Linked DNA regions of Mus musculus: all the other regions are linked to region 2. The links are chromatin contacts, called in public ChIA-PET and promoter capture Hi-C maps. All regions are on one chromosome and are shown on one strand. The core of a region is the stretch at or near the end of the contact, and the rest is flanking DNA. Distances in the headings are between cores, read along the strand shown. Region 1 holds the start of Atxn7l2 (ataxin 7-like 2). Region 2 holds the start of Fam102b (family with sequence similarity 102, member B). Region 3 holds the start of Psrc1 (proline/serine-rich coiled-coil 1). Region 4 holds the start of Sars (seryl-aminoacyl-tRNA synthetase).

What was found. Promoter capture Hi-C pulls out the DNA fragments that hold promoters and counts their contacts. ChIA-PET counts read pairs in DNA pulled down with a chosen protein or histone mark.
Region 1: a contact with region 2 is called in an RNA polymerase II ChIA-PET map of memory CD8 T cells, with 6 read pairs. The contact joins the promoter of Atxn7l2 here to the promoter of Fam102b in region 2. A contact is called at or near these places in 1 of 39 promoter capture datasets (pre-B cells) and 1 of 115 datasets of contacts at active chromatin or transcription factors (memory CD8 T cells).
Region 3: a contact with region 2 is called in a promoter capture Hi-C map of pre-B cells, with 5 times the contacts expected there. The contact joins the promoter of Psrc1 here to the promoter of Fam102b in region 2. A contact is called at or near these places in 2 of 39 promoter capture datasets (the C10 cell line and pre-B cells), 1 of 15 datasets of contacts at CTCF or cohesin (embryonic stem cells), 1 of 484 Hi-C or Micro-C datasets (CD4 T cells) and 2 of 115 datasets of contacts at active chromatin or transcription factors (memory CD8 T cells and pancreatic cancer cells).
Region 4: a promoter capture Hi-C map of pre-B cells shows a contact between it and region 2, with 4 times the contacts expected there. The contact joins the promoter of Sars here to the promoter of Fam102b in region 2. A contact is called at or near these places in 2 of 39 promoter capture datasets (the C10 cell line and pre-B cells) and 1 of 115 datasets of contacts at active chromatin or transcription factors (pancreatic cancer cells).

The regions. Positions count from the first base shown.
Region 1 is chr3:108,206,780-108,212,057 of GRCm38.p6, reverse strand. It overlaps Atxn7l2 (ataxin 7-like 2), which reads left to right and starts at 1,531. Exons shown (of 11, transcript NM_001289545.1): 1 at 1,531-1,713; 2 at 3,553-3,618; 3 at 3,991-4,095; 4 at 4,454-4,664; 5 at 4,949-5,235. The coding sequence starts at 1,587. It also overlaps a transcript of Sypl2 not described here.
Region 2 is chr3:109,024,974-109,030,377 of GRCm38.p6, reverse strand. It overlaps Fam102b (family with sequence similarity 102, member B), which reads left to right and starts at 2,771. Exons shown (of 11, transcript NM_001163567.1): 1 at 2,771-3,193. The coding sequence starts at 3,057.
Region 3 is chr3:108,380,486-108,385,498 of GRCm38.p6, reverse strand. Psrc1 (proline/serine-rich coiled-coil 1) reads right to left here and starts at 1,661. Exons shown (of 8, transcript NM_019976.3): 1 at 1,573-1,661; 2 at 1,214-1,263; 3 at 1,068-1,125; 4 at 91-529. The coding sequence starts at 1,232. Gm12522 (predicted gene 12522) reads left to right here and starts at 1,758. Exons shown (of 3, transcript NR_040560.1): 1 at 1,758-2,212; 2 at 2,703-3,028; 3 at 4,565-5,013.
Region 4 is chr3:108,443,621-108,448,955 of GRCm38.p6, reverse strand. Sars (seryl-aminoacyl-tRNA synthetase) reads left to right here and starts at 3,697. Exons shown (of 11, transcript NM_001204979.1): 1 at 3,697-3,959. The coding sequence starts at 3,824.

The DNA.
Region 1 (5,278 bases), core at 282-2,781, 820 kb after region 2:
AACCAAGACTCATTAGCAAACTTGGACCAAACTCAAAAGGCAAAAGACAGTGGCTTCCACAATGCTGCCTCCGTTTGCTCTCCTACCATCTGTGACCCAAAGGACAAATCGAGGGCCATATGCTTCCCTCTTCTCACTGTAGTGTTCACGCTGCACAAACTCACACCTATCCATCTCCTCAGACAGTCACATGTCACATTTACATTCTCTAGAAAAATGTACTTGGGCACAGTTTTACATTTAGTCTCATCAGGTTTCTGGGCCTCTTAGGGACCACCTCTGGGTGGGTCTTAGGTTTAGAACTTCTGCCCTCAGATGTTATTCTTTATGTAGTTAAACTGCTCTTATATGGGAGGCAGAAAGTCACAGACCTTGACTTAATTGCTCCCAAACTTGGCTTCATTTTAGGCAAAGGGATGCAATATGGCGTGATGGGTGAGGTAGTCAAAGAAAAAGAGGATTAATATTTAATTTCCAATGAGAATGGGGACGGAGATGAAGGTAGATTTTTGTCTCTTCTGTGAGGGTGGGAAGAAATATTATCAGCTGAGAAGGTGGGTGATTAAGGTACTTTCTGGACCTTAGCAGAAAAAAAGAAAGAAAGAAAGAAAGAAAGAAAGAAAGAAAGAAAGAAAGAAAGAAAAGAAAAGATAGATATGAGAAACCTCCCTATGCCAAGGCTTCAATAGCAGCTTTTCCAGCGGTGAAAAGATTCACTAGAAAAAGAAGCCAAAATGATGAATGGAGTCAGGGTCCAGCCAGGATTTGGGAAGAGGCGGTGCAGGTTATCGATTGTAGTTCCCAGGAGGAGAGAGACGATCAGCAGAGACACTGCAAACACCAGCAGCCTTGGGGCTACCCTAGTTCTGGGGCTGGTTCTGGATCGGCGATAGCCTTCTGTCATACTGACAGGTGATCTTAGCAAGCTCAGCCAGGTCCTCCCAAACCTAAGACACAGTACTCCAAACCTCCGTTCTGCATCAAGGCAGCGTGCGTTTCCCATAGAGGAACAGCACAGGAGCTGTGGCCCTCCCCCACCCCAAGCCCTGTGTCCTTCAGCACGTCCTGCACACTCCCTCCCCTTGCCCTTCTGATTCACTGCGCCCACCTCCTTGCACCTACCCTATTCGATCTACAGGGGTGCAGAGGCGCTTCGTGGCCGCCAGCCCAGGAAGGGGCGCCAGCCAGCTGGCGGATGCACGGCTTTAGAAGAGTATCTTGGGCAGAAAGAGGTTTGGGGCTCGGGTATGCGCAGTAAGTTTGGGAGAGTGAACTAGTGGCACAAAGGACGTGTACGGAGGGGTTGAAAGAGGATATCCCGAGGCTTTGATCTCTCCTTCCCCGCGTGCGATTGTGCATTTCGGAAGGGATCCCTCGGCTAGCTCCGTAAGCATCGCCACCCCTCCGCAACTACACTTCCCAGAAAGCTGTGTTGAGAGTGAGGTAGTGGCAGGAGGCACGAGCTGCGCTTGCGCAGAGAGTGAACTGGCAAGGTAGGGGGAGAGGGAGGCGTGCCCCCGGTCGGAGGGTGGGGGGAGGGGGCCGCGCGGCGGCGGCGCCAGGGCGGGCGCGCGTCCGCGGCGGTGATGGCGGTGCGTGAACGCGCGGTGGCAGCAATGGCCGCTCTGGAGCGGCGAGTGCCGAGTCTCGATGACTTCGCGGGACAGAGCTGGAGCTCGTGGGTGGAGCGGGCCGACCTGCCTGCGGCAGACGGTGAGTACAGACACATTAGAATCCGGGGACCCCATCACTATCTCCCCTCCCCCCCAGGGCCCCCTCCAGCTGAGGGGAGCCGCCGACTAGAGCCGCCGTCCGGCTCCCCGGCCCCCCAAACAAAGGACCCGCCGGGTCCTAGTGCCCGCCTGCTCAGACACCTTCGCGCCTCCGGGTCCTAGCGCCGGCGTATCGCTCGCAGCCCACCCTGCCCACCTCTGTCTCTGCGGGTGTACAGTACCTGCCCCCCACTTTACTTGCCTTTATCTTTCTTCTCGTGAGCCGTCCTCCAGCTTTTTTCGGTTCTGCACCTGCTCCGGCTCTACCCATCTGCAACAGTCCTCTCCACGTGTTTCCCACGCACCCCACTTCTGTGCCCCCCTCCCCACCCACTTGATTCTTCGCCTTTTGCCCCGCACCTTAGCTTCTTTCAACGTCTCCCTGTCTGCTCAGTTTTCCCGAACCCCCGCCCCCTCTGCTTTAGTTCATCCATCCTCCATCCATCCATCCATCCATCCTCCCGACCTCCCTCTATCAGTCCATCCATACATGACTCCAAGCCTCCATCCTTTCCTGGGCCTCTTGTCCTGCCCCTTGGCTCTCTTCCTTGACCCCTATTTTCTGTAGGCCCTTGAGTGTCTTTGGTGAGCAGGCCTGCAGCCCCTTCTGATCTTTGTCTCCTGGGCCCCAGGGAGCACCTGGCCTCGTGGCCTTTCGGGGTGACAACAAGCATCACACCCCTGAAGAAGTTTGCAAGTGAGAAGAGGTGGAGGAGGAGATCTCATGGAGCGGTCTCTAATGCCACTTGTTCTCTTTTGAGACCTCTGACTTACAGCTCTGTTCTGTCATTCCCCACACTTGAATTTAAGGGACTTAAAAGAGTGGGAGCTGCCCCTTATCTTTTGCATGCCTAACCCACTACCACTTACATCTGGGTATTATGATTGCCAATAATCTTCTCATCCTAGAAAGGGGCCACTCTGTTAGTGAGCATTAGAGAGTCATCCTAGATGGGCATACAGGCCACCCTTGGACTGCCCCCATGCTGAGTGGGCTAAGATGGGGCCCTCGCTGGGTCTAGGTGCACTGAGAACTGGAAATGGACTCAGATTTGGTGACTCAGAATTGATCCCCCCACCCCCACCCCAAGGGACAGGGAGGGGGCTTAGAGGAGGGGGGCGAGGAGTGAGGTAGGGGGATGGGGAAAGAGCTGCTTTGCACAGCTAAGATGTTTTTGTCATTAACCCAGAAACTGAGGTACAAGGGCAACCCCTGGACAAAGCCCCCCTAAGAAGGGGAGGGGCTTGCGTAGCTGATCAAGGAGACTTTGAAGATGCCAAAGGGTCCAAAGACAACAGTTTTTCTACTCTATGGCCATCCTATCAGTGCAGGACCTGAGAAGCTGAGTGTAACTTTGATGATACTATGGTAACTTGGGTGGAGCAAAATGAGTTTATGGGGGTGGGGATCTGGGAGGGCATTTGTCTGGGATGCCACAGAGTAGAAGAAAGGACCCATGCGAGCAGTCTCAAAAGGGACCTGTAGAAAAATTTTAGAACCATTTCCCTTTTAAATGGGGGAAGCAAGGCCCAGAAAAGAGACATTTACCCATAGTGGCCCATCTAGTCAGCCGTGGAACTAACTCTGTACTGTACCCGGGAGTGAAGGGTCACTGTGATCCTTAATGGGGTCATCATAGGCATTTGTGAGTGACCCGTGGAAAGTGTCTTCAGGAATTCTGAGTGCTTGTCTGGGAATGTGGGCTTCATACCATTGGGCTGCAGGCCCTGCTGGGTTCTGGGACTCGGGTGGGCATCCTCAACTGTGCTTCTCCTCCAGGGGCTGAACTAGAGGAGAACAGCAAAAACACGAAGAAACTTGACGCCATGACCCTCATTAAAGAAGGTGGGAGTCCTGCACAGAGGCTGGGTGTCGGGAACGTGGACCAAGCTTTCCCTCTCCCACTGGAGGAAGGAGCTTGAAGCAGCAGCGGGACTGCTGGGGGAAGAAACCTCCTTTTGATAAGTCTGAGTCAGTCAGTTGTCCTGGCCCCTGGGACCTGCTGGTGGTGATCCTAATCACGTGTGGTTGGTGCCCACATACAGGAAAGCCCATACACTTTGGGTCTGGTCAGATGGACTGGGGAGGCTGGGAGCGTCCAGCAGAACTATCAGTTGGAAGGCTGAGCGTCTTCTAAGTGGTGGCGTTGAGAGTGTTCCTTGAGCTAGGGAAATCCGGAGAATTTGACCCGAGTGATAAAGGGTTCTGTCGTTGCAGACATGTCCATCTTCGGGCACTGCCCTGCCCATGATGACTTCTATTTGGTTGTATGTAACCACTGCAGCCAGGTGGTGAAGCCCCAAGCCTTCCAGAAGCATTGCGGTGAGGGGCACCCTAGGGAGGCGATAAGGGGGCGGGCGGGTGGGTGGGATGGTGGAACATGGACCTCTTAGGACATTGTCAGTCTGGAGGTCATATGGGCTAAAGGAAGATGGTGCTGGGGACAGCTTGAGTGTTGGAGGTGTCGGGATTATTGTTGGAACAAGCTTCTAGCATCAAGTGAAGTTAAGAGGCTCAAGAAGCGTGGTCTAGAATTTTGACTCTTGAAAGGCTCAATCTTAAATGGGAAGGAGAGACACTCACAACCCAAGCGCTAGGGATTGGCGGGCTGGTTAGGAGAGGGGGAAGGAGGCACTCAATACCGCTCACCTCAGTTACTCTCTCCACCTCCTGGTGACAGAAAGAAGACATGGGCCCCTCAGCAAGCTTTATGCCCGGGCCCCACCCCCACCTCCAGCCCCTGCCAGCTCTCAAAAATGCCATGTAGTGAATGGGCAGGGCCCAGCTTGTAGAGCCCCAGGTTCCACCAAAACCTCCTCCAGGGAGAAGGGCCAGGGGTCCCGGAGCCGTGGCCATCAGCCTCCTGAGAAGACCCAGAAGGACAGCCTCTGGTAAGAAGAAGCTGGAAACCCCTAAAAGTAGCCCTGACCCTGACCCAAGAAAGGGTTGACACTTAGCCCTGCTTGCAGGATACTGCTCACAGCCAAGAAATAGCTAACCCCATCTGCAGCTCCTTCCCATATATTCCAGGGAACATGGGCTCCCCCTTTTTTTCCACGCCTCTCTTGGAGTTCACCCAAGCTCCAGAGCTAGGGAGGAGATGGCTCTGGGCTAGAGTCCAGACCCCAGTCCCAGCCTCCCCACCTCCCAGCCCATACCCTCTCTCCACGTGTAGCCTTTTCGTGCCTGTGGTGAATCTGGAGAAGATATCCAGTCTCCCGAAACCTGATGCACATGGAGTCAGGGTGGCCCCACCCTCTGCTCTCCTCAGTCAGCCAGGAGGCCTCCCCAAGGACTCCCCTGGAAAAGTCCCCACGGCCCCCTCTCCTAAAGAACCTCCTGGCAGAGAGAACATCGAGCTTGTCCCCGGTGAGGGCTCCAGTCACCGCGCCGAAGGCAGCCCCCCGGAGAAGGAGGCCAGTGGAGCCAGGCTTCCTCCTAAAACCCACCGAAAGATGGCTCGTGAGTAGTTATGGACGTGGGACTCAGAAAGGCGGAGTGGAGA
Region 2 (5,404 bases), core at 1,522-4,021:
AAAAATCAGAAAAACCCTTTTAATCATCCTTGCTCATAGCTACCTTCCGCTCACTTGCAGGACCATTTTAAAATCGCTTTGCTAAGATGATCTTTTATGGGAAATTCTCTTGCCAAGGTTACCAATGACCTATGAGCTCTTCAATTCTATAACTTCTTTTCAGGATTTGCAGTGCATGTGTGTGTGTGTGTGTAGGCCAGAGGTCAACATCTGGTGTTTATATCAATCGTTCTTCAATGCCTTTTTGAGACAGGATCTCTCATTCAACCTAGAGCTTGCTAATTTGGTTAAACTGGCTGCCAGCAAGCCCCAAGAATCCTCCTGTCTCTGCATCCAGTCCCCCAGCAGATCTTAACTAACGTTACAGGGTTTGAATTCTCTCTTGGCTTTCAGGCCATCTCTCTTGGTCTTTCTCTTTCTCAGGCTGCTTGTTCTTGGAAGCCTTCACAATCACCTCCCCCTCCATCTGCCCATTAAATATTCTCCAGGGCAGCTCACTCCTACCCGCCTTTTGGGCTTCCGCCATCAGTGACTACCACAATTCCCAAATGCATATTTTCAACCTTAACCTTTCACAGGCACGAAGGCTCAGCCTTGCTCCCTGTAAACAGCACAGATTCTCATTATTTCCCCTATCCCCAGCCTGCCCTCCTGATCGCAATGTTCAGGCCCTCTGCTTCTGCAAGCTACAGACATCAAAGTCCACTAACACTTCCCCCATCTCTTTCTGACCCACAAGGCAGCAAAATTCCCCTCGCCCAAGTAGTAGTCTGAATCTTTATTTCTCCTACTTCTTCACCTGGAACACCTCCTACTTTCTCCCAAATCCTAGGTAAAATCCATAAAGCCATCACTTTATTCATTCAGTTCATCACTTCTTATTCCAAGTTGTACTTCGTTTAAATTTAGGACTTTTTTCTGTCTTAGGTTTTGCCTTTTTTAAATTGTTATGTAGTGTTATTCTTGTGCGGGGTGTGAGAGGTGTGTGTATGTGTGTGTGTGTGTGTGTGTGTGTGTGTGTGTGGGTGTGTGTGTGTGTGTGAAAGCATGCATGCCATGGTGGTGTTCGGGCCTCAGAGGACAACTTTGTGAAGCTGGTTCTCTTTCCACTTTTCCATGGCTTCTCAGGATTGAAGTCACACTGTGGACGCTCCTGAGGTCCGGCTTGCACTGAGGCTCTTTACCCACCGACATTTCTCTGCAGTCCAGTTTTGTCTTTAAAAGGTCTAAAAAAATACATTTATTTATTTATTTATTTATATAATGCAAGTGTATTTGTAGGTGTGCATGCCTTACAGTGAACCTATGGATGGAGGTCAGAGGCCAATCTGCGGGATTAGCTAGTTGCTTCTTTCTGCCATGTGAATTCCAGGGATGAAACTCATGTCCTGCAAGTTCCTTTAACACTGATCCATCTTGGCCAGGCCAGGACTTTAAAATTATTACAAGCAGGTTTTGGGTTTTGGTCATGGAATCTATCTAGCCAGTAACTGGTGGTTTAGGCAATTAAAATATTTTATATGAATAAATAAATAAATGGGCTGGAGAGATGGCCCAGCAGCTCCAAAGGGACTTGGTTCACTTCTCAAATCCACAGGGCAGCTCACGACTGTCCCGTTTAAGAGTATCAGACACACTTTATGGTCTTTGCAATTACCAGACACACATGTAGTTCACAGGCCTGTAACACAGGCAAGAGACCCAGACACATCAATTGAATTTTTAAAAAACGTAAAGGAATGATCTACAAAGAGGATTCTTTTGAACTACACCTTTTCAAAAATTAAAAAGGCCAGATGCCAGGCTGGGGATGTAGCTCAGTTGTGAGGTAGCTTGCTAGCATGCATGAAAGTCCTGGGTTCGATTCCTAGAACTGCATAAACATGACATGGCGGCACATCCCTATCACCCTGACATGGGGATCACAAGTTCAACATCATCCTTGATTACATGGGGAGTTTGAAGCCAGCCTGAGCTAGAGACCTTGACTACAAACCAAACCAAACAACAGTACCTAAAAACACCACCACCCCTCAAAAACAGTACGCAATTAAATTGATAACATACGTTTTAACAGTAGATACTGTGTGGGGGGGGGGGGGACAATTGATATTCATCTAAAAAGAATTTTTTAAGTATGCCTTTAGAATCTGACTTCATGTGTTCACAGTATGTACAGATTTTAAAGGGGAAAGTATTTTAACTCCTCTGGTCCTTTTTCTTTCCTGGGTGACAGAAATTAAATAAACAAGCCATCAATGACGGGAAACACAAGGCACAGCCCCTTGCTTGGGCACTTGGTGTGGCCACAGCAAATTTTAATCTTTTCCTTTCTCCTAGCTGACTTTCATCTAATGTTTAAGAGCTAGTGGGGTTTAGAGACCCTACAGAAGATTTTTAGGTTTGGGATTCTATTTGTCTCTATTTATCTTCAAACCCAGAGGCCGTGAAATCACTGGAGGGGGAGGGGAAGAAAGGGGGGCGGTGCAAACCCAGAAAGGAAAGGCGCAGAGGAAGCTGCACAAGGAAGCTTTTTCGGCTGGGTTTGTCTTTTTTTAACCCCGGGGAGGCGTGCCGAGCTCGCTGCTGTCGCGTGTTAGCTTGCCCAGCTTCCCCGGCGGGGCGCGCGCCCGCCCGGAGCTCCTCCGCCCTCCGCGGACCGCCCGCTTCCGCGCTGGGTGCGCTTCCGGCTGCGGCCGCTGGGGGCGCCCCGGGCAGGGAGGCGGCAGCGACCGTTCTCCTAGCGGCGCCTCTCTCTCTGCTCGCGATCAGACGGGCGGCGGCGGCGGTACGGAAAGGGCGCCCACTCCCCGGGCGAGCTGCAAGGCGACCGCTCCTCGCGGGCGGCCGGGGTCCGCGCTGCAGCCGCCGGTGCTCTCAGGCCCGGGCTGCCGCGACAGGCGGCCCCGGCTCCCGCCGACTCGCGGCGCCCCCCGGCTGCGCCCCCACGCGCCGCTCGCGGCCCGGGCCATGGGGCTGGGCGGATCCGAGGCTCGGCCGAGCTGAGGCGGCGGCGCCCGTCCGCGCAGCCCGCTCGCCGGCGCCTGGCCCTCACGATGATGAAGAAGAAGAAGTTTAAGTTTAAGGTGGACTTCGAGCTCGAGGAGCTCTCCTCGGTGCCCTTCGTCAACGGGGTCCTCTTCTGCAAGATGCGGCTGCTGGACGGCGGCAGCTTCACCGCCGAGTCCTCCAGGTAAGGAGCCTCGGGAGCTGCTCTCCCGCGGCTGCCCGCAGGCAGGGGCTTCTTGCACGGCCAGCATCCCTTTCTATGCTTGGCCCCTTTGCTCTGTCGAGCTGCCAGCTCGGTGAGCTCATCGTCCTCCAGAGACGAGTCTGAAATCAGCCAGAGCATCGAACAAACGGCACCAAGTGCTTCGCAGTGGGCTGGGCTGGTTGTCCCGCGCGCCTATCTTCAGGTGGCCCCTGAGTCTGCTTTCCCCCCAGTTCTTCAGGAACGGTGGAGACACAGAAAGGATGCTTCTGGTTTGTCCAAAGACATTTCCCATATTTGCAAAATCCAAAGTAGACCGTAAACCTTAGAGAAGCGAAAATGACCCAAACTGTTACAGTCCAAGAGCTCCCACTCGGAACCGCCTGTGGTTGACGTAATTACTGAGACTTTACTGGGACTTAGGGTGGCCACGATAGAGCTTGGGATACGCCTGGTCGGGCTTGTCTTGAGTCAAGCGTTCCTGGCAGACGAGACTATGTAGTCTTTGGCTTGCCTTAGAGCTATGTCTCCAGTTAATGTGCTTATATTCTCAATTACCCATCTTCAAGTGGCCACTAGTGGGTCTCAGTGAAAGACTTAGAATCAAGAGAGCCCAGACCTTATCCTCCATGTCCTTTTAAAATGAGCACCTAGACACTGGGAAAGAATCTGACAGCAGGTGACAGAACGCAGCCATGTATGGCAGGATTCCTTGAGTAATTTAAGGGCAGGTTACACATTGATAGATTTGCTCTTAGATATTTTTCTCTACAGAAAAACAAGATACATGAAAGAAGTTTTGGAATGAACTTTTAAGTTCTTAAAGTCAAGGAGAAGGGGCTAGTCGTCAATATATGTTTTGTCTACGTAAACTTCATTTTTACCCTAAAAAATATTCTTTTTATCTGCTGTTCCATTAATAATGTAAAGGAAAAAATGTCAATGGGTTGTGGGACGGAAGCCAGAAAACTGCCCTCTCTGGCAATAATGAATCCCGTGGAAGCCAGGAAACGCCAAATTGCCTAAATGAACAGATGTACGCGGCACTATTGATCCTCAAATTTATTTTTAAAAATCCACTGAGGATAATTTTCAATATTTAACTGTGATGACAAACCTGTAGACATTCAGCTAATTGATTATACAACCATTTTAACACTGCTGTCAGAGAACAATGAACTGTGGAGAGGAAAAAACTACATGCATACATACATACACACACACACACGCGCGCGCGCGCGCGCGCGCGCGCGTGTGTATGTGTGTAAAACTTCCTAGCTCTTGCAATGGAAATCCTGAACACCATGCGGGGGTCAAGTGACAGCCTTACTCTGAGGCCTAGACAAAGTTTTCCTGGAGGGTTCTTTTCCCCCTCCCCCAAGTTGGAACAGATAGACGTAAGCCTCTGCCTCAATGGTGCCACCTGGTGGTCAGAACATGGGCCTACCTACCTTCTTTCTTTTCTACCTCCTTTTCTGCATGGAGTGTTGATTTGCCTCACAAGTCAGTCAGTCACAAGTCTGACCATTTCCCCCCCACACACACCTCACTCCCAGTACACATGTCCACTGGGCCGTTTAAACATATTGATTACTCTAGGTAGGGCTATGAGGTGGAGAGTTTTACTATGCTAGTAAGTGAATTGAGTCTTAGGAAGCATACCTTCCCAAGACCCCCTCCTGTCTGATCGCGTGATGCCAAGTTTCTGGCCCAAGTCTAACTTCAGACAGCGTGATGTCAGACAGAGAAAAAAGGTGTGTGCTGTTGAGGAGTTTCTGAGTCGGCAGCTGCCTAATAAGTTAAGGTATGAGGGCTATAATTGATTTCTCCACACAGGAAAAAATAAAAGTCAGGTTGCTTGTGTTAAACAAACCTTTCCTCCAACTAAAATCTGGATTTATGAAGAGAATTGAGGTTAATAGTGCCCTAACCAGGGCTTAGCAAACCTCAGTCCCACCGTGATGACCCTGCGTGGGTTTACTTAGGCATTCACAGCTAAAATTTGGAAAACTCAGCCAGTGATTTAAGGCCATCTTGAGGGTTTCCTCAGACAGTGTGCCTGAAACATTGAATGTATTTTGGCATTTGGTGATGAAGACGTTTGCTTAGATTTTTCTACCAATTCCTTTATCCTACCAAAGTGTGCCAGGTACAGTGGTGCAGATCTCAGTCTCAGAACTTAATGTAGAAGCA
Region 3 (5,013 bases), core at 412-2,911, 640 kb after region 2:
CCTCTGCCCTGTATGGGAATGACACTACGCCTTCAGTGTCTCCTGCACCTTGTCTAGGTGTACGCACGCATGTCCACTCTCCACACTCACCTTCTTTATGCTGGAGGGCTTCTTTCCGGATGCCACCCGGACAGCCCTGGCTGACCCCTTTTTATCACTGCTCCGGAGCCCAGCTAGGCTGCTTGGAGGTGGGGTGCTCCAAGAACTCACGGTGGGCAGCAGATCTCGGACAGGGCTATCCTTCAGGACGAAGGTCTCCCGCCGAGGACTGGGTTTCCCTCTGGGGCTGGGCCTTCCAGGGCCTGTACCAGCCCTCTCCCGATCTTTCAGGGCACACTCCTCCAGCTGAGCCGCCAGGCGGTTGGCTTCATCAAGAATCTCTTCCAGCTTCTCTGGGCTGAGCGGGCCCAAGCTAAACCGCACACCCTGGAGGGCGGGAGCTACTTCATTTGGGTTACTCCGATGGGCGAGGCCCCGTCGAAGTGGTTTCTCTGGACTCACTAATACTGTTATGTCTTCTTCCTCATGACTGAAAAACAAATATGGCACCATGCTGGACAACAGCTAGCAGAAGGCATTCCTGTCGGCGAGTCGGGGACAATCCCCAACCCTGACTCCATTTTGGCCATGAGAACTGCTTTTAGGTGAGGAAAACTTAGTTCTACTCCCATTTTCTGAGACAATGTCTCAACTCTATAGCACAGAATGATCTCAAATTCAAAATCCCTCCTGCCTTCTCTCTCTCTCTCTCTGTCTCTCTTTCCCTCTCTCCCTCCCCCTCTCTGCACTCTAGTCTATCCTAGGAGTGTGGGGGTGGTTTGCAGGGCATGCCTCAACATGCCCAGGGACATTCATCTTTCATTTACATTTACCCCTAAATTTCCCTACAGCTTCTCTGTTCTCACCAGCATGTGTTCTAGAGGCCCAATTCTACCAGACTACTGCCATCAGAGGGTACCATACTCTGCTAGATTACCAACCACGGTTCTAGAGGCCCATAAGTTAGCAGTAAAGGGTTACAGATGTATTGCCGGAGGAAAATAATAAATGGATAAATAGGCTGGTACCTGTCAGATGGAGACAGCCCTCCGAAGTCCAAGGTCTCGTCCACAATGAACTTGATATCTGAAGGGATGAGAAGAATAAATGCCAGCTATCAGTTCTTGACAGACAGACTCTCAGGGGCCCGTTCCTCCCTCCATGGCTTCCTTACCCTCTTTCAGATCCTCCATGCTCAGCCAGCATAAGCGAGTCGGCTTAGACCTGAAAGAAAACATGCCTACCTCAGGTGTCTATCATCCTGCCTTAGGGCCCCATCAAGACTCGGAGTGCATTAGCTGGGGTGAAGAGGCATGGTGGTGGTAAAGCAGGATCAGCACGTGTCCCTGAAACTAGTCCGTTATATTAGGGAAAGGTGCAGAAAGCTCGACACCTGATGTGCAATCCGCCAACTTGCGCCCTGGCCTCTCCTCAGTCGGTCAGTCTTCACCTCCATCCTTACTATTATCCGAAATTTCGCTCCCCCCCTACCCCACCCATTTTCCACTCCGCGGCACCACATCCCCGCCACACCTCCAGCGCACACTCGGTTTCCACTCCCCACCTCGCTTCACAGTCTACGCAGGAAGCTTTTCTTCTACAATCTCCCAGTTCCCGGGAAAGGGCTCCCGAGGGGCGGAGCTTCGTTCGAATTTCTTAGGCTCCACCCAGTCCCGCCACAAACGCACAGCGATTGGTGAGTCCAAGGGGGCAGGGCTGAGTCGGGAGCAGTCGGGATGTCAGCCGGAGAAGATTGTCCCTTGGACCAAAGGGCACTTCCCAAAAAGGGTAGGGGGCTACAGCGGAACGGCGGGAGGAGCCGTGAGTGCGCGGTGGCGTGTACCGGAGCGCCTCCTTCTAACCGCGAGTCAGACAAGGGGAGAACTGTCGAACCAATGTAGGCTTGGAGCCCCGCCTCTTCCCCCACCTCCTGGATTCCAGCATCTGAGACTGGGTTTCCTTGCTGGGTTTCTCGCGTACTTGCAGAGACCACCAAATAGACCATCTCTCCAGCACTGGAGCCACAAGATTTCTTCATTTAGCATAAGGCCACTTCTCTGAGATATCTGGCATTTTTTTCTTCCTGCTTCAACCCCAACCCCCAAACGATGAGTATGAGCAGCTATTTAAGAGTTTAAATAAATAACAAAGAAGTCATTCTTCCAGGCAAACAGTAAGTAGTAATAATAATAAAAGATGTCAGAGCTGTGCTCCCTAAGTGCAAAAGGATTACCTATTGCTAAAGATCTTGTTCGTGTGAAGAATTTATTTCTTCGCCAGGATGCTGGAGATGTGTGCACTTTAATGGTGGGCCTGTAAAAGTTCAGCAAATAGCATGGTCTGGCGCATCCTTAGAGCACAGTCACTACCACCTTCTACCCTAGGCTTGCTTCAGGTTGGAAAGAAGCCTTTGCTGTTGTGAATGTTGTTGACTGGCTATGACCAGACCACTCCTCTCCATTCACTGATACACACACACACACACACACACACACCATCTGTTTCTTTTCCCTTTGTTTTTTGCTATTTTCTGAGACAGAGACTAGTGTAGCTCATGCTGGCCTTTGAATTCACCATATAGCCAAGGATGACCTTGAAGTCCCGACCCTCCTGCCCCTACCTCCCAAGTGCTGGGACTAAAGGCCTGTGCCACTCTACTCTAGGACCATCCTCTGAGACATCTGCAAACATCTGCAAGCATCTTCAGGAGTTCTGTTGCGCCTGCTTCGGAAAGACCATCACAGCTGGGCCTGTGGACGGTTTACCTTCCGTCATAGAAGGAGGAGGTGGGACAGAAGGTCACGGGACCTTCACCTGAGTATGCAGCCGTCCCTCTCAACCAGCTGTATGCAATTCTGTCCTAACTGCAGATGGTTTGGGGGAAGGGGCTAGAGGATAGAAGTGGGAAGAGGCAAGGGGAAGTCTCCTTAGGGAAGTCACCAGAGCTGCTTCAAGGTCATCCGTGCCTACACCCCTAACCCACTGCTCTGTAAGTAAGCTTATCTTATCGAGTTCATTGGTTCCTCTGCATAAACTCTGGGTGGGGGATTCCTCCTGTTGTTTGACTTTGGGGAGGTAAGAGAAGGTGTAGACAAGGTGGTTTATGTCTCTCCCAGGGAAGACATTTTAGCAGCAGCCACCAAACCTGGCTTTATCTAACAATTTCAAACCGGTGTTCCCTAAGGACAATAGATTGGCTAATTGTCTTCTCAGTTTTCCCAAGGCTGGCTTGGAAGTAGTAAGGCTTTAGTTGGGTAAGGAGCTAATTTACGACATATGGTAGCTATCATCACGTGGAAGCTGTACTCTCCCAGAACTTCAGTGAGAAAGAGGCAGAGTAGTTTCAGCGTCAAAGTGAAAGTAGATCTCTTTGGTTTGAAGAAAAAAAGCCTTTGGATTTTCCTGAGCCAATCAACATCCCTTTTCTTCTCAAAGGAAAAAAAAAGTGGCCTGATATTCGCCCCCCCCCCCCAAATCCTGAAATATTTTCTCTTTTAAGCTCATTTTTTCCAACCCAGAGTGTCTGGTCATAGATGAGAGAAAATGGGGAAGCTCGCCGCTTACCGGATTCTGGCTTGGGGGGGGGGGGGCTGTGAGCTTAACTTTCTCATTTGTAACATGAAGATTAAAACGAGAGAAATCACTTCTGTTCAGTTCCCGATGCATAGAAGGCTCTCTGCCCTGCCCCCACCCCCACCCCTACCCCCAAACACCCCCTCCTGCTCTTGCTTTCCCTCACTCACTCTCACTCTTGACTAAGATTCACTAACCCAGGACACCACGGGGACAGAAGGCAACCTCAGGCACCAGCAGGGTCCCATGTGCTCATGAGAACCTTTGTCCTCCTGTTGACAATCTCCAGCGCTGATTCTCACAGTTATCCATGTGCAATGCAGTCTTAGGTTGACAAACTTCCCTAGAGCCTCCCGGGAAGATGCTAACTGTGGCCAGGCTTTAATGCTGAGGGAACTAAAGCTGCGATCCAGTGCTCTACAACTCAGATACAGTTCTCTGTTATATAAGGCAGCAGCCTCTATTCTCTTTTATGTAATATACCGCTTCAGACAGTGATGGCTTAGGACAGCCATGGGAGTGCATGCCTGTATGCCTGTCATCCCAGCACTTGGGAAATCAAGGTAGGAGAATTGTGAGTTGAGAGCCACCTCCCCCCCTTGATACTTCAAGACTGCAAGACTGGGTTTTTCTTTGTAACAGCCCTGGCTGTCCTGGAACTCTCTGTGTAGACCAGGCTGGCCTCAAACTCAAACTCACAGAGATCCACCTGCCTCTGACTCCCAAGTGCTGGGATTAAAGGCATGTGTCACCACCTCCCACCTTGAGTTGAGACTCTTTAAAAAAAATTATATATATATATATATATATATGTATATATATATATATATATATACATATATATATATATATATATATGTGTGTGTGTGTGTGCGTGTACATACATATATAGTTAATTTATATTATGTGTATGTGTAACTGCCTGCCTGCATGTATGTGCCTGTCCCTGCAGAGGCCAGAAGAGGGCATCTGACCACCTGGAGCTGGATAGTCATGCGCCATCATGTGGGCACTAGGAACTGAACGAAGACTCTCCATCTCTCCAGTCCTGGTTTGTGGCTCTTGTTGAGACGGGTACAATGGGCATATAGGAGTGGGAGAGACCATCAGCATCTTTACCGAGTCCGAGAGCATCTTCTGTATGTGACTTGTTATAAGATGCAGACAAACAGAAGCAAGAGGGAACAACATCCCGAGGTGAGGCTCGGGGCTTGGGGTTCTGCCTTTATTTGTAGGATGATCTGTGCTGCTTGCTGCCTCTTGTTAGGCCTGCATCCTGTGATACCAATTTACAAAGGGTATCATTCCCTTTGGGAATATGACAAATCATCTTCATCTTTTCCCAACACCTCATGCCTCGTAGAACTAAAGGCAACCCTGTCAAAAGTGGCCTGCGGTAAA
Region 4 (5,335 bases), core at 2,448-4,947, 580 kb after region 2:
CAGACCCCAAACCTTCCTTTCTGTCCCCTTTCTTGCCCTACCTCTCTCCTTTCCAGTGCTGGAATCTGAACCAGGGCTTTGAGTATGCAAGGCAAGGATTCTATAGATGAGTTAAGTCCCTGATTCTGTTAGTCTTGGAGACAGACTTGAGAGTCACTGGCCCCATTTCTCTGTTTTCCCCAAAGTGATCGTGTTGGTGAAAAGCCTCCATCCTTTGTCCTTTGTGACTACTGTCTCTTTGGTGTGCTGAGTGGGTGGCTAGTCTCTCGGGACATTTGAAGCCTTGACTTAGTAACATGAGCACACTCGGGGACATGCCTGTTCCTAAAGTGACTTTCTGAGTACTGACAGGCTTCCTGTGCAGCCCTACCTCCAGGCCACAAAGCCATTGCTTTGGGCAGTAACTGTGCTCTCCTTACTCATCCAAGGTAACGCATCTTCCTGCCTTTGAATTTGTGGGTTTGGGCTCTGTACTTACCAAGCTGTGAACTCGTTGCATTTGGCTACAGGGTCACAGTCTCAGGCTAGCTTTAGAACATAGTGAGACTTGAGAAAGTAAGGAAGGGATGGAAGGAATGAGGGAGGGAGAGAGAAGGGAGGAATAAAGGAAGGGAAGGAGGACGAGAAAAGCAAGAGAAGGAAAAGAGGTGGCTGGTTTCCTTCAGCACTAAAATCCTGATCTTTAGCTGACAAACAGACTGGGCTGTTCTGTTACTTGTTATGCTTCCAGGTAGCACCAGATTTTAATTGTATTACGTTTTTATTTATGTTATACTTGTTGGGGGTGTATGTGCAACATGGGAGTCAGTTCTTTCCTTCCAATTTCTGGAGCCCAGGGATTGAATGCGAGACTTTAAGGTTCCAGTCAAGCACCTTTCCCTGGTGCGTCATCTCACCAGCTAGCCTTAGCACAAGCATTTTTAAAGACAGGTAGCTATTTATTTATTTACTTATTTATTTATATTTTTCTTAAAAGACTATCTAGAATTACTTAGAAAGACTTATTTTTAATTAATTGATTTGTTAATTAACTTTGGTTTTCTTTTTTTTTAAAGATTGATTGATTGATTGATTTAATGTATGTGAGTACACTGTCCTCAGACACACCAGAAGAAGGTATCAGATCCTATTACAGATGGCTGTGAGCCACCATGTGGTTGCTGGGAATTGAACTCAGGACCTTTTGGAAGAGCAGTCAGTGCTCTTAACTGTGGGAAGCCACATGTGCCGTTGCAGAGTGGCACTGACTACTGCTGGCCACCACGCATAAGTTTGGACAAACAACCAATGTGTACATATGCAGTAAAGTTTTTTGCAAAGACACTGCCTGGCCCGGGCATGATAATGAGGCTTTGAGAGTATAACCAATCAGATGTGAGACATGCAAATGAGGAATAATAATGAGGCTCTGTGAGGTACAGAGAGAGAGAGTAGCCAATCAGATGAGGAACATGCAAATGAGGCTTAGTGCATAACCAATTCGGGTGTGAGACACGCCTCTCCTAGGCCTATATAAGCAGCACCAGTTCTGGGCTCCGGGTCTCTTAGCCTCTGCAATCAAGCTCTCCCAATAAACGTGTGCAGAAGGATCCTGTTGCAGCGTTGTTCTTGCTGGTCGAGTCTGGCGCGCAAGACTTAACCTCTGAGCCACCTCTCCAGATCCTTAACTTTTGGTTTTTCAAGACAGGGTTTCTCTGTGTAACCTTGGCTGACTTCGAACTTGCTCTGTAGACCAGGTTGGCCTCAAACTCATAGAGATCTGCCTATCTCTGCCTCCCCAGTACTGGGATTAAATTAGTAAGCCATCACTGCCCAGTAAATAATTTATTTTTATTTCATATGCACTGGTGGGGTTTGTCTGCATGCACGTCTGTTTGAGGGTGCCAGATCCACCGGAACTGGAGTAACACAGAGTTGTGAGCTGCCACCTGGGTGCTGGGAATTGAACCTTGGTCCTCTAAAAGAGAAGCCATCGGTCTTATCTGCTGAGCCATCTCTCCAGCCCAAAGAGAGGTATTTATAAACAATAATAAAACTAATAGAAAAAAAAAACCCTGGAGTTTGTTTTGTTTGTTTTTGAGAGGCCAGAATTTCAAAGTGATTTCTGGAATTACACTATAAAGGACTGATGCACTCCTTAGGCCCCACCTCTCAAAGCACCTGCCATTGTTTTCATACCTTAGATTACACGGATCTTACCCTCTCAGGGGTTCAGTGACCCCCAACACTTTGATGACAGTCTTCAAGTATTTTCTGCAAAGACTGCAGCTCTCTATCCTTAACATTTATTATTATAACTTCTCTTGGCTGCTTTCCATTTTCCAGCCGTCCGATTGCTAGATACTCAGGAAAGTGTTCTTTTTAGGAGAAGACACAGGAAGGGGAGAGCAGGTTTGTGGGTTCCGTGTTAGTTAATGTTTTCTACTGTGTGAGAGCAGTAGGTTTTTGGTTTGGTTGTATGTGTGTTTGGTTTTTGAGACAGATTCTCACTACACAGCTCTGGCTGGCTTGGAGTTCGGTATTTAGAACAGGCTGGCCTTGACTTTACAGAGCTCTCTACCTCCGATGTGATATAAAAGGCACCTACTACTAAGCCTGACTAGGTTTGGGTTTTTTGGAGACATGCTGGCCCTGAACTCATGCACCCGCTGCTCCCACTCACAAGGGATGCACATGGACATGCACTACCACATCTGGCCAAGAGAGGTAATTTCAAATGAGGTCTTCTCACTTTAAGAGTAACAGGTGTGTGTAGGTTGGGCTTGGTGGCACACCCCTTTGATACCAGAGACTCCCCAGGAAGAGGCAGGCATCTCTGTCTGAAGCCAGCCTGGTCTACATAGTGAGCTCCAGGACAGCCAGGCCTATAGATTCTATCTCAACAAACAAAACAAACAAACAGACAAAAAGAATAACTTGAACGTGTTGATAGAATAGCCTGGCAATGCTCAAATTACATAAACATAGAATAGTTTCAATCGTAAATATAAGCTACAACTTCTTGCAAAGGTCTATTGGATTTGGGTGAGGGATATGTGAGAAGAGAGGTGTGCTCATCTCATGGACTGTCTTCTGACACCCAACCCTTCTTCCCCTGGTTTTCAACACAAAACTGTAGCCAAAGCTGCAGGAGACCGGGAGGGGACAAGCTCAGATTATCCTGCCTCCTAGCCTCCCTCCAGTGTCTCTGTTTATTAAGTCCATCAGGGTCTCTAACCTTGTCCTTTTATCTCAGGGGGGCTTGGCAAAGGTTTGTTGCGGGAGGAAGGGGGTAGGGCTAGTATAAAAAGAAAAATAAAGGATGAAATGGCACACATCTTTAATCCCAACATTTTGTTTGAGGCTGGCCAGGTTTACATAGTTGCTAGTCAGAGCTACACTGTGAGACCCTGTATCAAAACAAAAAGCCCCAGGGCTCGAGAATCTTGAGGGTAGGTAACTGGGTGTGTGCTCTGTAATCAAGATAGAGGAAAACTGGCATCTGCAAAGTGCATTGTCTTCCAAGTCAGCTTCGGTCCACACCGAGATACTCCCTTCAACCAGAGGAACCTGAGGCATTCACGATTTCAGTGGGGGGCGATCAGAAGGCCTTTCAGTAAGGAGTTCAGCAGAGAAACAACCCGCATAAGGCTACCACGCCCTTTTCACTTCTCACCACTCCCTCTGGACCCTGCCTAACACTGCGGCTTCCGGCGAGCTAGGCGCCGCCCCCTCCCGGGCTGCCGGGTGCCTGCGCAGTGAGACCAGGTCAGCGCGCAGGCGCAGTGCATCGTCCACCCGCCGCTTACAGTCCTCTCTTAGTGTTAACTGGTGAGGTAGAAGGATGGTGCTGGACCTGGATTTGTTTCGGGTGGATAAAGGAGGGGACCCAGCCCTCATTCGAGAGACGCAGGAGAAGCGCTTCAAGGACCCGGGGCTGGTGGACCAGCTGGTGAAAGCAGACAGTGAGTGGCGACGATGTAAGTACCAGGAGCTCGCAGTATCCCTTGAATCCCTCATGGCTTCAGAGGTCACAGCTTACAGCTTTTGTCAGATGCTCCCGCGACTGGCCGGCTCTACCGGCTTGTCCGTAGAACAAGCTGGGAACCGGGCTTGTCCCCCTCTCCCTGCAGCTCCCGCGGCCTGGGTCCCTCCCCGCGCGTGCTCTATGCTGACTGCCGCCAGTGCTTTAGGAAGGAGCTGCACGCACGCACGCGCAGGGAGAGCTGTCAGGCCCTTGCGTAGCTACAGCAAGCCAGAGCTGGAGTTTTACTTGGGGGGCGGGCTGGGAATTAATTTTCTATACATTTTGGTCATTCTCAGTGTTTTATTCGTCTTTAGCAAACCCAGCGTAGTCCTCCGGGTTTTGCAGGGATCAAAGGCTGCTCTCTCAGACTGAGTGACTTCTGCAGCACCCTAGGATTACTCCACCCCAGTCGAACCATCTGGGGACTTTGGAGGCTACTCTTGACTAAATGCAGTGACCCTGAAATTTGGGGTGGCCACTTCTCCAACCCTGAAGGCATACCTTTAAGAATCAGGCTTTTCCGTGCTAGATCAGATAGGACGGAGGGGTGCTGTAAGGCAAGAAAAAGCTTGTAATTACTGAGGATGGTTGTGATTTGTGGTAGTTTTCTGGAAAAGACGTTGGCAGCGTAGAAGTGACCCATCGTCATTCAGGAAATTAAAAGAAGCTCTAGAATCCTCTGCCTCCCAAGTGATCACCTGGCAGACCGGATGTTGTCAGTGGCATGTGACTCGGGTAGTCTGATGCAATAGGTCTGCAACCAGCTGAGAACCTGGTTTATAAGAGCACTGCTAAGGCAATCCCACGATCCAAGAGTGTCTCCCTCCTACTCCCACCCTCCAAAATAAACAGGATTTCTTTCTCTCTGTAGCCCTGGCTATCCTGGAACTTGCTCTGTAGACCAGGCTGGCCTTGAACTCAGAGATCCACTTGCCTCTGCTTCGAGAGTGATCAAGGGTGTGTGCCACCATACCCATAGGGGTGTTTTGTGGACATGATTTTACTGTTAAAAAGCTTCTTTGGTATCAAAACATATTTGCTTAGCTGACAGTTGTGTACCTGTTCTGTATGTCTCAGGTACTCTAATAGGGTAATTTGTCAGAGTTTACACTTGGACCAAAAGTTTTGAATTGGTCTAAACTGAACTCCCCTTTTTTGTTTAAGATAAAGAATATTTGGGGGGTACCTGCCTTTAATCCCAGGACTCTAGGGGTCAGAAAGAGATAGATGTCCGAGATTGAGACTAGCCTGGTCTACATAGTGAGTTTCAGGCCAGTCAGTGCTACATAGTGAGAGCCTCTCTTGGAAGGAGATACTCTGAGATGGACT